Linked DNA regions of Oryza sativa: region 2 is linked to region 1. A link is a contact called in public HiCAR-type data. All regions are on one chromosome and are shown on one strand. The core of a region is the stretch at or near the end of the contact, and the rest is flanking DNA. Distances in the headings are between cores, read along the strand shown. Region 1 holds the start of LOC4332420 (heat shock cognate 70 kDa protein). Region 2 holds the start of LOC4332437 (E3 ubiquitin-protein ligase CSU1).

Region 1 (6,896 bases), core at 1,260-3,759:
AATAATAAAAGCCATGGGCCCAGATATCAGCTACACAACAAAATAAATATGGTGGGTGGGCCCCACATGTCATCCTCTTCCCTCTTGGCTCTCCCTCCTCTTCCTCATCGCACCGCAGCGCCACCTCACAGCCATCGCCGCCATCGTTGTCGTCGTCATCCCAGTCCCCACCGTCTCTGATGACGACGGCGGCCGAAGCATGCCGGCGGAACAGCGGCGGCAGAGGTAGCCGAAGGAGGAGGAAGAGAAGGAGGTCGCCGGCGAGCGCGGCAACTGTGGCGGGTTATCTCCTCAGGCCGCCGCTCGCCGCTAGTAGCTCTTGAACACGCGGGAGGACTTCACAAGCGCGTCCCCTCCGCGCTGCACATCGCGCACCCATGCACGCTAGAGGACTTCACGGGGGGTGTCCTCTCCGCGACCGAGAGCGCAACACCTGCCTCGAGCTCCACAAGGCGTGTGGCCGGCGGCGACAGAGCAGAGGGGCGGCGGCGAGAAGAGGGACGGCAGCAGAGAGGGCGTCGGCCTGGATCTGCACGAAAGGGAAGGGCGGGTGGGCGGCGAGGAGAATGACGGAGCAGGCGAGCGAGGCGGGAGGTGGCGGAGCGAACCGACGGTGGGCGGCAACCTCGGCAAGGTGGGGAGGAGGCGGAGGGGAGCGCGGAGAGGTCGACGGTGACAGCCGGCGGGAAGAAGGCGAGCGTGCCGGAGATTGAGCAGAGGAACTCCGCCAGTGGGTCCGTCGTGAAAGACGACGATGACGAGGACATCGGCAGCTTGGAGGGCCGCGTCGGCGGCGAGGATGGGCGCCACCACGGCCAACCTCTCGCCTGCGGCGCCGGCGTTGTTGTTGTCGTCCTCCGTCGCCTTGCCCCTCGTCTGTGCCGCGGCCGCCGCCTGCTGGAGCCGCGTGGAGCGCCGCCTTGCCCCTCGCCTGCTCCGGCCGACGCCGCTCTGCCGGCCTGCTCTAGCTGCGGCCTGCCCCGCCCTGTCCCACCCCGCTCAGCCGGTCAGCCGCTCCGCCCCAGTCGTCGCCTGCTCCGGCTCGGAGAGAGAGGAATTATTTTTTGTGTAGCTGATATATGGTCCCACGATTTTTATTATTTTTTGGGATAAAATTGCCATGTAAGCGATACGTGGATGCCACGTGGGACGAAGACATAGTCAAAGGAGCTACGTAGGCGTCTCATCGGCCAAAACCGCCCTTCATACCACCGAGGGACCTCGTTTGCCCGGTTTTCGTAAGTTGGGGGATGGATCGTATTCGGTTTTGTAGTTAAGGGACGAAAATAGGACTGACCGACAAATAGAGAGACTAAGGGCCAGTTTGTTTTGTGACCAATGTTTTTGGTAAGGCCAACATGTGTTTGGATTGAAGCCAAATTAAACTAATTTGGCTATTAAAATGGCCTATGTTATATAGGCATGTCAAAAACATACACAATTATTGTTAAGGTTGCAAAAAAATTTGACAAGCCTAATTTAGGCCTGCCCTAAGTGACGATATGCATGGTCCCATGGCCATATGCTACCGTGTTCCGGCCCATGAACTACAGCTAAGGGCCTACATAGGTGATGCTGTCAGCCTGCCACAGGCACAGCCCAACGGCTAACCACTGTCGAGCCTCTGCACGAACACCGGACTGGCCCGGCACGCATAGCACCTGCGCAAACAGAGGGAATTTTTTTTCCATTTTTCATTTTTTATTTTTTAATATTTACAGAAATATTGTACCGACGAAAATATTTACAGAAATAGACCCTACCGCCCTCTCTGAGAGTGGCAGGGTGACGCGAGGGACGGACAAGTTGAAAAAAAAAACTAGAAAATATATTTTTGGTAGGGCGAAAATTGCATTTACTCCCTTGCAGCCTTTGTAGAGGGCGGCAAAGGACCTAAGTGCAAAATGCGCACACCTTGCAGCCCTCCACTTGGACGGCAGGGGCCATTGTGTAAATATTTTGGATGGTATAATATTTCTATAAATATTAAAAAAATTAAAATTAAAAATGAAAAAAATTCCTCAAACAGGCTCGTACAAGGCTCCTTCCATCTACCATCTCTTTCTATACGTTCCAGGTGGCGAAACGTAAGAGAAAAAGGAAAAAAAAAAAAGCAAAAGCCGTCTCCAAGAAGGCACAGACGCTATACATAACTCCAGCGTTTTCCACTTGGCGCGGGAACCCGCTCGAGCGGTCGAGCCGGACGGACCAACCTCCCAAAGGAAACCAAAAGAAGATCTCACGTCGTCGCACCCAACCCACCAACCACCCGCCGCACGAAACCTGCGAGCGAACCGAGAGAGATCACCATCCCCCCGCACCGTTCTGGAGACGTCCCGTGCGCGCGCCACAACACCCGAACCCTCCACAAGCCTTAAGCCCGGCCCCGAGCCGAAACCGCCTCCGCCTATTCGCGCCACCCACATCACGCCCCTACTCGAACATTCGTGAACGCCGCGCCGCTCTGCTCCTATATAAGCAAATCCCCTCCCTTTGCCTTTCTCCCCCACCAAAGTCGAGAGATCGAAGCGAAAAAAAACAGAGCAAAATCGTCCCAGCGCGAGCGAATCAGAAGAGCAACAACACAACTCGATCGTTCATCAGCGGAGAGCTTGATTTGATTTGATCGGAAGAGAAGAAAGATGGCGGGCAACAAGGGAGAGGGCCCTGCGATCGGCATCGACCTCGGCACGACCTACTCGTGCGTCGGCGTGTGGCAGCATGACAGGGTGGAGATCATCGCCAACGACCAGGGCAACCGCACCACGCCGTCGTACGTGGCCTTCACCGACACCGAGAGGCTCATCGGCGACGCCGCCAAGAACCAGGTCGCCATGAACCCCACCAACACCGTCTTTGGTAAGTGCCCCGCTCCTTTGCTTCCGCCTTCAATTATTTGATTTTTGGTGTCAAAATTATGGAATTAGTTTCTTTTTCTAATCAAATCAAACTTGGTAAATTTAATTAAATTTATTAAAAAATAGCAACATCTAAAACACAAAATTATCACTACATCTAACACCTAACATTAAGACCTCTATTCTCTACCGTTACATTACGGCTTGTTTGGTAACTCGAGGGAAAGAGATTGAGAGTTTACACGAGAAAATTGATGATGAGATTAAAATGGGAATTTGATTTTTAATCCTATATCTTGTTTGGTAGAGGCGATGGAAATTGATAGGGAGTTTAGTTGGAGATTAGATCATTAATAAAAATGGATGGATGAGATTTGCTTAGACAAAATAAAGGGGATCTCTTCCAATTACCTGCCCCTACGCAGGTATTAAAAAGGAGGGAGTTCCTTCCTCAATTCCCCATCCCATCCCACCAAAATTTCCATGTCTCTCAACCAAACAAAACACTTAATAGCCTCATCCTTCTGAACTCCCAATCCCTTCTAAAAACTCCCTCCAACCAAACGTGCCAATGAGGGCTTCAGGCCCTAGTTAAAAAAAATAAAAATCTAAATCTAACATGCAATGTACTAAATATTAAAATATATTTGTTCACATCTATTTATATTATTAAAGAAATAGAAAAAGGAGCCTCCACGTCCGCTCTCATGGCCTCGTTCGTTCTCATGGCCTAGAAATTCTCACATTAATTGGAGAAAAAGAAAAAGCAGAGTACATATAGAAATACAATTTAGAAATAGCTGAAATTTGGAATTAAAAAATAAGGAATATTAGAAAAGGAGACTAGAGTCCATATAGAAATACAATTTAGAAATAGTTGAAATTCAGAATTAAAAAATAAAGAATATTAGAAGAGGAGACTAGAGTCCATATAGAAATACAATTAGGAAATAACTGAAATTCGGAATTAAAAATAAGGAATATTAGATGTAGAGTATAGAGTCCATATAGAAATACAATTAAGAAAAAATAGAAATTCGGAATTAAAAAATAAGGAATATTAGAAGTAGAGTATAGAATCCATATAGCAATTTAAAACTAACTAAAATTAAGAATAAACATAATAAAATTAAAATTAGAGTTTTGAGTCCGTATAAAAATACAATTTACAAATAACTGAAATTCGAAATTAAGAAAAACATGGGAAGAAGAGTTTAAAGTCAATATAGGAATACAATTTGGAAGTAATTGAAATTTGAAATTAAAAATTGAAGAATATTGAGAGATGAGTTTAGAGTCCACCTAGAGATACAATTAGAAATAATAAAAATTCAGAGATAAAAATAAATATATTGGAAGAAGAGCCTAGAGCCTATATAGAAATACAATTTACAGAAAATTCGGAATTAAAAAAAGAAATATTAAAAGACGAGTCTAGAGTAGATATAGGAATATATATAATTTACAAATAACTAAAATTTGATATTAAAAATAATTAATAACTAACACGTATATAAAATACAATATGAATACTACATATTTGTAGTTTTGTAAACTTATTGCAAAATTTAAAATTATGATGTTATTCTAATATATTTGAATAATATAATGAGAAAACATATATGCTATTACATGAGAAAATATACTGATGCTAGCCGCGCAATCTGCGCGGGCCACCATGCTAGTTCAAAATATAGCTGTGTTTTTTCTATAAACCTGATCATTTTTTTAAAAAAATAAAATATTTGATTAAAACAATCAAAACAACAGATAATATGAAACTGGGAAGTATTCATGAGCCGTAGGAGTTACACTTGCAACACATCTTGCTCTGTTTCCTCTGTTTTGGCGGCAGATGATGAGGATCACTAGCATGAACTTGTAATTTAAATTCACTTCGATTGCCGCAACCTGATTACTGTAAGATCATGTAGTTGCGCACACGGGGGAATTGAAAAATAACTCAAAAATCCAGTTAGTACAATTTTATATGGGTAACAAAATTTTATATGGGTAACAAAAATAACTCACAAATCCAGTTAGTACAATTTTATATGAGTAACAATAATGTTCAAATGTCGTAACACGCTGTGTGTGTCTTGCAGATGCAAAGCGGCTGATCGGGCGGCGCTTCTCGGACCCGTCGGTGCAGGCGGACATGAAGATGTGGCCGTTCAAGGTGGTGCCTGGCCCAGCCGACAAGCCGATGATCGTGGTGACGTACAAGGGCGAGGAGAAGAAGTTCTCGGCGGAGGAGATCTCGTCCATGGTGCTCACCAAGATGAAGGAGATCGCCGAGGCCTTCCTCAGCACCACCATCAAGAACGCCGTCATCACCGTCCCGGCCTACTTCAACGACTCCCAACGCCAGGCCACCAAGGACGCCGGCGTCATCTCCGGACTCAACGTCATGCGCATCATCAACGAGCCCACCGCCGCCGCCATCGCCTACGGCCTCGACAAGAAGGCCGCCAGCACCGGCGAGAAGAATGTCCTCATCTTCGACCTCGGCGGCGGCACCTTCGACGTCTCCATCCTCACCATCGAGGAGGGCATCTTCGAGGTCAAGGCCACCGCCGGCGACACCCACCTGGGAGGCGAGGACTTCGACAACCGGATGGTGAACCACTTCGTGCAGGAGTTCAAGAGGAAGCACAAGAAGGACATCACCGGCAACCCGAGGGCGCTCCGGCGGCTGAGGACGGCGTGCGAGAGGGCGAAGAGGACGCTGTCCTCCACCGCCCAGACCACCATCGAGATCGACTCGCTCTACGAGGGCATCGACTTCTACGCCACCATCACCCGCGCCCGCTTCGAGGAGCTCAACATGGACCTCTTCCGCCGGTGCATGGAGCCCGTGGAGAAGTGCCTCCGCGACGCCAAGATGGACAAGGCCCAGATCCACGATGTCGTCCTCGTCGGAGGCTCCACCCGTATCCCCAAGGTGCAGCAGCTCCTGCAGGACTTCTTCAACGGGAAGGAGCTCTGCAAGAGCATCAACCCCGACGAGGCCGTGGCGTACGGCGCCGCCGTCCAGGCCGCCATCCTCAGCGGCGAGGGCAACCAGAGGGTGCAGGACCTGCTCCTCCTCGACGTCACGCCGCTCTCGCTCGGGTTGGAGACGGCCGGGGGTGTCATGACCGTGCTGATCCCGAGGAACACCACCATCCCAACCAAGAAGGAGCAGGTCTTCTCCACCTACTCCGACAACCAGCCCGGCGTGCTCATCCAGGTGTACGAGGGCGAGAGGACGAGGACCAAGGACAACAACCTGCTCGGCAAGTTCGAGCTCACCGGCATCCCGCCGGCGCCGAGGGGCGTGCCCCAGATCAACGTGACGTTCGACATCGACGCGAACGGCATCCTGAACGTGTCGGCGGAGGACAAGACGACGGGGAAGAAGAACAAGATCACCATCACCAACGACAAGGGGCGGCTGAGCAAGGAGGAGATCGAGCGGATGGTGCAGGAGGCCGAGAAGTACAAGGCCGAGGACGAGCAGGTGCGGCACAAGGTGGAGGCCCGCAACGCGCTGGAGAACTACGCGTACAACATGCGCAACACGGTGCGCGACGAGAAGATCGCCTCCAAGCTCCCCGCCGACGACAAGAAGAAGATCGAGGACGCCATCGAGGATGCCATCAAGTGGCTCGACGGCAACCAGCTCGCCGAGGCCGACGAGTTCGAGGACAAGATGAAGGAGCTCGAGAGCCTCTGCAATCCGATCATCTCAAAGATGTACCAGGGCGGCGCCGGTGGTCCGGCGGGCATGGACGAAGACGCCCCCAACGGCAGTGCCGGCACCGGCGGTGGCAGCGGCGCTGGCCCCAAGATCGAGGAAGTGGACTAAGCGAGTGGACTGAGTATATGACATGTTGAGCGGGACGAAGAAGGAGCGATGCATTCTGGGACGTCATCATCATCTTTAGAGTTTCATGCGGTCAAGCCGAATAATGTCACTTGAGTTGTTACTGGTTGTGACAGTTATATCTTGTTAAGGTTCTATGATCCGATGTAGGTTGAGAGAGATATATATAT
Region 2 (6,792 bases), core at 2,738-5,237, 140 kb before region 1:
CGGACAGCTTGAAGGAGTCGGCGACGACTTTGAGCCTGTTCCTCAGCCTACTCCATCGCCGCTCGTTCGCCGTCACGATCAGTGTGTAGTACCGACCTGCCATGCCATTGCCATTGCCATCAGGTTAACCAGCTTCTTCTTATGAGAGGAAAAAAAAATACATGCATGATGAAATATACAATTTAATAGATGATGATGATATATATCTCTGCGATCTTGTGGTGAGGAGGCATCATATCAATATCATACCGTTTCCAATGGCAACCGTCGCAAATGCGGACACGCCGTAGCCCGGGGCCTCAAGATCGTACTCAAATGTCCAGTAGTTCTTGCCATCCACGGTGCGCTGCGAATCACAACAACTCAGTTGCTTATTTTGCTTGCAGAGTTGTTGCAGTCTTTGTTATAGCCATTCCAATGAGATCAGACGTAAATTAATCAGCGAAAGAGCAATGCAGCGACAGTTTGGTATACTCAGATAGATCATATGGCTAAATAGTATTGATTGAAGGAGATGGATAAATGGCAAACCTCTTGCATGTCATAGACAGTTGGTATTTGATTTGGAGCAGCATAAACATTGTTCACCAAATTGAAGATCGCCTGATAGAGGAGTATGTAAATTGTCAGAATAAAAAAAATCTATGATGTATAACAAAAGAAAAGGCTAAAAAAATTGCCTGATTCCTTTACATTACCAAGAAAGATATTATCAGATATCGCATGAAATCCTACCTCATCCATTGGACCAAGGTCACGGATATCTGTTTTTGTAGTAGGAATGAAGCCCACACGCACGCACTGCAGCGCTACATTACGATCTTTGAACGCTGAATCATGCCCCAGGAAGTCGAAATCCTGAAGTGACACATCAAAACAAAGGGCATACATCAATACCATGTACCACCGAAAACACAGTCATTGGAACTGACATCTCTGTTCTTCAAGACGAAAATATTGCAACCTACCCTCCAATCAGCTGGATACAGGTATGAATATCCATCTTTTGAATCCACATAAGACTTGTAATTCTTTGGCACTTCTGGAATATAGGAACAATCCGAGTTAGTATCATCTCATGGTGCCATAAAGGCTTAATGGCTACTTGAGAAGTGGGAACTTGTATGTAACATGCAGACAACCTAGTACTGAAATAAAACCATGCGACAGTTCAGATGGCCATGCCTTCAGCATATGCAGAGCTGCTCTTTAGCAGACCAGTGGCTAATGCTCCAGCACCAAGCAGAGCTAATCTCCTCCTTGTCACATCTGTAAGATGGAGAGATAATCAGCCAAAAAAAATGTTAATCTTCAGAAACAAAATGCATCGAGAGAACTGACAGAGAGGAATTTACTCTTTTCATCCGAGGATGCTTCACTCGAGCTAGCGTTGACGACTGACAGAGGAGACGCATTCAGCTTGCTGGTAACAGCACAATTTGGAGCAACCAACTGAAAACAACACCGATATAAAGTGGTGAAATAAACAAGATTCAGAAAACGATGAGAAGAGGGCACAAGCACACACCTGCTTGGAAACGGAGCAGATCAAATTCTGCAGGCTTGCCATTTCACCTGCAGGAGTAGCTATGAACCTGAAGAAAATACGTGTTCTTGCCTTCCTCCAGTCAAGTTATCCTTTGCTGCTAGGACTGGCTCGTTCGCTTTTCAAGTGTAGTCTGTGTGTCTGTGTGAGTGGAGGGCAAGGAAGCCAGGTCAGCATTTCCATTATCCTCATTAGAACTTTTGGCCTTGTCTCGTACTGAGCACTGACTGACAAAATGGGACCAATCCGTTCCTGTTGTGATTGTGGTGGAGATATGTGAGAGCTTTATGTTTTTCCAATTCTCTTTTTACCTTTTTTTTTGTACATTGACTTTGGCTGAAAAACAATATATGTACACACACACACACACGATCCTACCATCAGATCATGCGATACATATTCGATAGCTTCGATGTAACAAGAAAGATGATTTTGACTGTGCTTCAAACTTGGTAGATAAATAGTACAACAGCTGCGAACTAACGCATTTAGCCATAGCAAATAAGCAAAGCTGCAATTAGCAACCATAGTGCCACTAGCATAACAAGACTGAATTTGCTCCAGACTGTTCACAGCGAAAGGGGATGCTTGAAACAAAATTTTCAGGTTAACATAAATAATATACAACAGCAGCTAAGATATTTTGAGGCTAGTAGTTCTTTGGGGCAGGTTTCACTAAACCCAGTCCAGAACCACTCCCCAAATGCTTGAAATCTCTCGCCTCTAGACGCTCATCATGGGCAGCGAATCCAGTTCCTCCTTTTTCCAAAGGAACGAAATTCCTCTCCTTGCACGGTTTGTTGCACACCAAGCAGACCTTATCAGTTACAAGGAACTTGTCAGAGCACTTCTTGCAGAAGACATGGCCACACGTGCTGATCGTCACCAGGGACATGGTGTTTGTTAGGGTAGACTTGCAACTGGGGCACATGTAGCTCTTCTCCACCGACTTCTTGTTTTTCTGGTCGGTGTTTTCTTCAGTGAAGGAGATAGGGAAGAGCGATTTCAACTTGAGCTTCTCCTGTCCCTCGGGGCAGATTGTGTCAGTGGAGGGAGCTTCTACTTTGGCAGTAGCTTCAGGTGTAGCTGATGGAAGCCAGAATGCCTTCATGTTGCGAAGGGCTTCCTCCTCAAAGGAAGTAACCTTCACGCTGTTTGCTCCATGAAAACCATTCTTGTCTTCAGAGCCGCTGCGATCGTGGTATTGGGGGACGGCTCCATGATTCTGCTGATCAAAAGCGTCCAACTCCTTGGACTTTTGCAGCATACGCTTCTCATCCTCCTCTTCCTTCTCCAGCTTTTTCTGGGCCTCATGAGCAGCAAGTTTGCTGGAAGAACAAGAATTAACACTCAGAATTCCATCCGATTCATTCAGTTATACAAGCAGAAGATTTAAGATTATGTACGGAGATTTCAGATGTCCATTAGGCCACAGGAATTCTAGGTAAGCAAAGTACAAAAGGGAGACCACTTTGCCTATCAACACTAAGAGGTTAACAAACATACTGTGAAAACAAGCCAAAGAATGACATAGGTTTAGGTGCCTAAGGTACCATAGTCATGGCTACTGAGCCTGTACTATACAGGGTCTATCACCACGACATATTGGTGAAGGATCCTTCACCAGTCATCGACCGTGATGACATATGCTAGGCATATTAATCCAATGACCATTGGCAATTCGCAATAGGAGATCATTTCATTCTAAATTCAGGTGTGACCTAAAGCTAACGAAACAAATCTAACTTTTCCCCCACTAGTAATTCAATCAGGAATATCAAGACAAAACTACATCGCAGTATTGCGATTAGTTCCATCACAACATCTGCTGTGGCATGCAACCAAAACTCACAAGAGATGCCCTCCGAACGCCCAAGACGCTTGGACTTCGACAACTCGCAGGCTCAGCTCACAGCAACCAAATAGTCCAAATCCATACTATACAAGGAACGCAAGAATTCTTCAAGCAACTAGCAACCACCAACTTCACAATTCCGACAGCTAAACTGCCCAAATCTAAGATTAAACCGTTCATGATATGACCAATTGATGGACGGGATCGAATCTGGGGGTACCGCTTGATGTCCTTCTTCTGGGCGAGGAGGCACTCGAGGATGCACTCCTTGCAGAAGGTGTGGCCCTTGGGGCAGCAGAGCGGGTGGATGAGCGGCTTGAGGCAGAGGCAGCAGGCGTCGAAGGGCTTGATGGAGTCCTTGCCGAGGCGCTCCCGCTGCGTGCCGTACCCGAGCTTCCGCTTCTCCTCGTACGTGAAGAAGGCGAGGTCGTTGTTGTTCTTCGAGTGCCGCTGCGGCATCTTCGCTCCCCACCTTCTCCCTCTGCGCCGCGGCCGACGAGGAAGGCCGGTGAGTCGGCGAGCTTGGCGACGGCGAGGTTGGTCGGAGTCGTAACCCTAGATTCGAAGGGGAAGTGGAGAAGATGATGGGGGCTGACGGTGGGGGTGTGGCTGGGGGGAAGAGGAGGAGGTGGGCTCGAATCGGTTTCCCTCTTCCGTGGGTGGGTTGGGCTGGGAGTCCGTTCACGGCTAGGCCTCGGCTTAGTTTCGGCCCGTTCCGTGCGGTTGGCGAGCCTGCGGTCCGGACAGCGGTGTGGGTCGGGCCGCTGCCGAGAAGCCTCTCTTCTCGCCGTCGTTGTCCTCCCGTCGCGGGTGAGTCGCAGTCGCACGCGTAACGAGAGGCAGAGCAGGAGTCGTCTGCGAAACGAGACGGTGGAAACGGGAAAAAAAATTCTCTGCGCAGTCTCAGCGTGCGTGCGGCCGTGCATCGCATGGCGTATGTATGGGGTACAAGTGAGGCGATCCGTATCACAACGTTCCCGTGGTTCTCGTCACGTATCGAGAGAGCATGTTAGGAACGCGAGAGCCAAATTACGTTGTTACATGTAGTTTGTTATCAAATATATTGGTTATGTGTATGGAATTTTGACAACATTATTAAACCAATCATAAAATTTTGATAATTTTATTAATTTATCAAAATTTTAATATTGATAAATTTTGGTAAGGTTCATCTTGGCATCAATTAGAACAGACGCTAAGCCAAACCGAGTTGCTTCTCTTCTCCATATGCAAATGCTAACATAAGTTTAGACTAAAGCAGATACTACTGCTTGTGTGTGCTATATAAGTTGCTGACCTGCAGGTTCGCCTGTTCAAGGACGCACCATTGCCTATCATCCCGCACGCCAGAGCTCGACGTGTTTGCAGCAAAATCCTGCGGCGATTCCGAGGGATCAACCAGGAACATGTCAGGGTCGAAAGAATCCTCCTCCTGGCTTGAGCAAGCAAACTCATGGCCGGAGGACGGCACAACAGCACTGGTTGAACAAGCAGCAGCAGCAGAAGCAGCGGTGTTCTTGTGGCCGCCGGATCCAGCAAACCGGTAGGTGCATCCCGCCTCCGTGTGCGGAGCGTCTCGTTGCCCTTGCGGCGTCCCGGCGAACGGTTTGGGACCCATCCGCAGAGCGCGGCTGCAGCTGCTGTGGACCGCGAAGGCTGCTGCGTCAGGCGACGCGGATTGGGAGACGAGGGCTCTCCTCGCGAGCATCGCGTGGGCGTTCCTTCTTGCCTGGAGCTCCGCCAGTAGGATCTTCCCCTGGCTCCTCGCCTCGTCCCTCTCCTGCATCGTCCTGCGCGCGGCGGATGATAGCTTGCAGATTGTTTCGTCGGCGTCTGCAGATAGGGCGATTGTTCTTTGCAGCTCCAGCCTGATCCAGTAAAGCTTTTCCTCCAAACATTTGCGTTCCTGCAAACATAGGAAGGGACTTGGTAAAAGCTTTACTTTTGATTCACAAACTAACCATATCTGGTTAGTTGTAAGCTAGTATTATGGATGCAAAATTAGTACGTAGAAATATACAGTCACCTACTGGTAATTTAAAGTGTATTGTCATTGGATTTCTAGTTTTGCTTCTTAAGCCCATCAATTGGTAAGCGCATGTGTGGTCCAATTATGACATTGTAGTATTGAGCATACATTTCATGACGGTGAGAGTATTCAGTTTCTGCTCAAGTGGCTATTGACACTATACTTGTAGAGGTTCATGCAACTTGGTACATTGTTCTTTATTTTTTTTGGACCTTTGGTACATAATACTTATCTTGTCTATGCCACCATTTGAAAGAGTACTAAGATTAGATTAATATGTTTAACATGTTCAAGAACGACCGTTTGTCACCAAAAGATATAATACTGCCAAAAGATTAATGCAACTTGTAACATGATACAGCTTTGGCTACTTGCAATAAATCGTTGTTACCTAAAAGACATATTGCGATTTCGTTTTTGCCTGTGAAACATGTAGAAGATTTTAAAGACTACAATGTGCAGATGAACACTCCTACACAGGGTACCCTTGAGTCTGTAAGTAGATCTCCATTCTGGAGCACTACCTTCAATGAACGAACAAATGGCGAATGGCAGGCATTCTCTCGATGAAAACGGACAGAAATTTCAGAAGCAAATGAAGACGCGGACATACCTCTAGGTCCGCGGGCGACGCAAAATTATCTTTGTCAGCGAGACTCTGCTCCATAAGGTTGTTCTGAGTATTGTTCTCTCCACCTTCTCAGTATACTCTTGCTGTTCTCCTCTTTGCCTTCTCCTGTTGCCTCTTAGTCGCTGATATGGACAGGTGACATGAAACTACTGATCAGAAGGTTGATCGATTCAGCATTACGGCAGGTATCAACAAATGAGAAGGTCGAGCAATTCGGCTTTATACATATCAACGAATGGAAAGGGCAAATTTGCAGAAGGAATGCATATATACTCCCTTTAAAGCTTACCATACTTGCAACCTTATTAGCAATCACCCAATCGGAGTTACCATGTAAGTCAGGATAGAGTCAAAGATTCCATACATATCTATACAAAAACCATTACTGATAAATTCGACTGCATAAAACCTTGGAAAGCAATACAGCACCAACAAGATAGGTTGGTTTTTACATCATATCATATCGATTGTTTGGCATCCACATTCCTAAGATCGGAAACAATTGCATACAGAATCTGATTGCTGATACACGCTAAATTAAGAGGGTGATAATGGGCAAGAGATCTTGCCATCTTTACAACAATTGAGTAATTTTACAATTTGTTTTTCCTTATCACTTGTTATAGTGATTGACTGGCATGAGAGGACTTCTAGGAGTACGTGTCCCTTGATCCACATATCGCTTTCCTTTGTCCACTTCATCCAAATTGTTCTCTGATCTGAATTTCACC

The links. HiCAR-type assays count read pairs that join an accessible place to other places.
Region 2: a HiCAR-type map of leaf shows a contact between it and region 1, with 2.1 times the contacts expected there. The contact joins the promoter of LOC4332437 here to the promoter of LOC4332420 in region 1. A contact is called at or near these places in 2 of 15 Hi-C or Micro-C datasets (leaf and panicle) and 1 of 4 datasets of contacts at active chromatin or transcription factors (leaf).

The regions. Positions count from the first base shown.
Region 1 is chr3:9,462,137-9,469,032 of ASM3414082v1, reverse strand. It overlaps LOC4332420 (heat shock cognate 70 kDa protein), which reads left to right and starts at 2,509. Exons shown (of 2, transcript XM_015775442.3): 1 at 2,509-2,859; 2 at 4,964-6,896. The coding sequence starts at 2,643. The coding sequence ends at 6,708. It overlaps LOC136355727 (a long non-coding RNA gene), which reads right to left and starts at 1,017. Exons shown (of 2, transcript XR_010740039.1): 1 at 609-1,017; 2 at 1-529.
Region 2 is chr3:9,600,863-9,607,654 of ASM3414082v1, reverse strand. LOC4332437 (E3 ubiquitin-protein ligase CSU1) reads right to left here and starts at 3,987. Exons shown (of 2, transcript NM_001425735.1): 1 at 3,622-3,987; 2 at 1,933-2,874. The coding sequence starts at 3,860. The coding sequence ends at 2,196. LOC107278712 (kinesin-like protein KIN-5B) reads right to left here. Exons shown (of 22, transcript XM_015773437.3): 22 at 6,444-6,792. The coding sequence ends at 6,675. LOC9267250 (photosynthetic NDH subunit of lumenal location 1, chloroplastic) reads right to left here and starts at 1,690. Exons shown (of 8, transcript XM_015775085.3): 1 at 1,529-1,690; 2 at 1,356-1,452; 3 at 1,186-1,269; 4 at 969-1,042; 5 at 736-858; 6 at 532-603; 7 at 250-346; 8 at 1-96. The coding sequence starts at 1,570.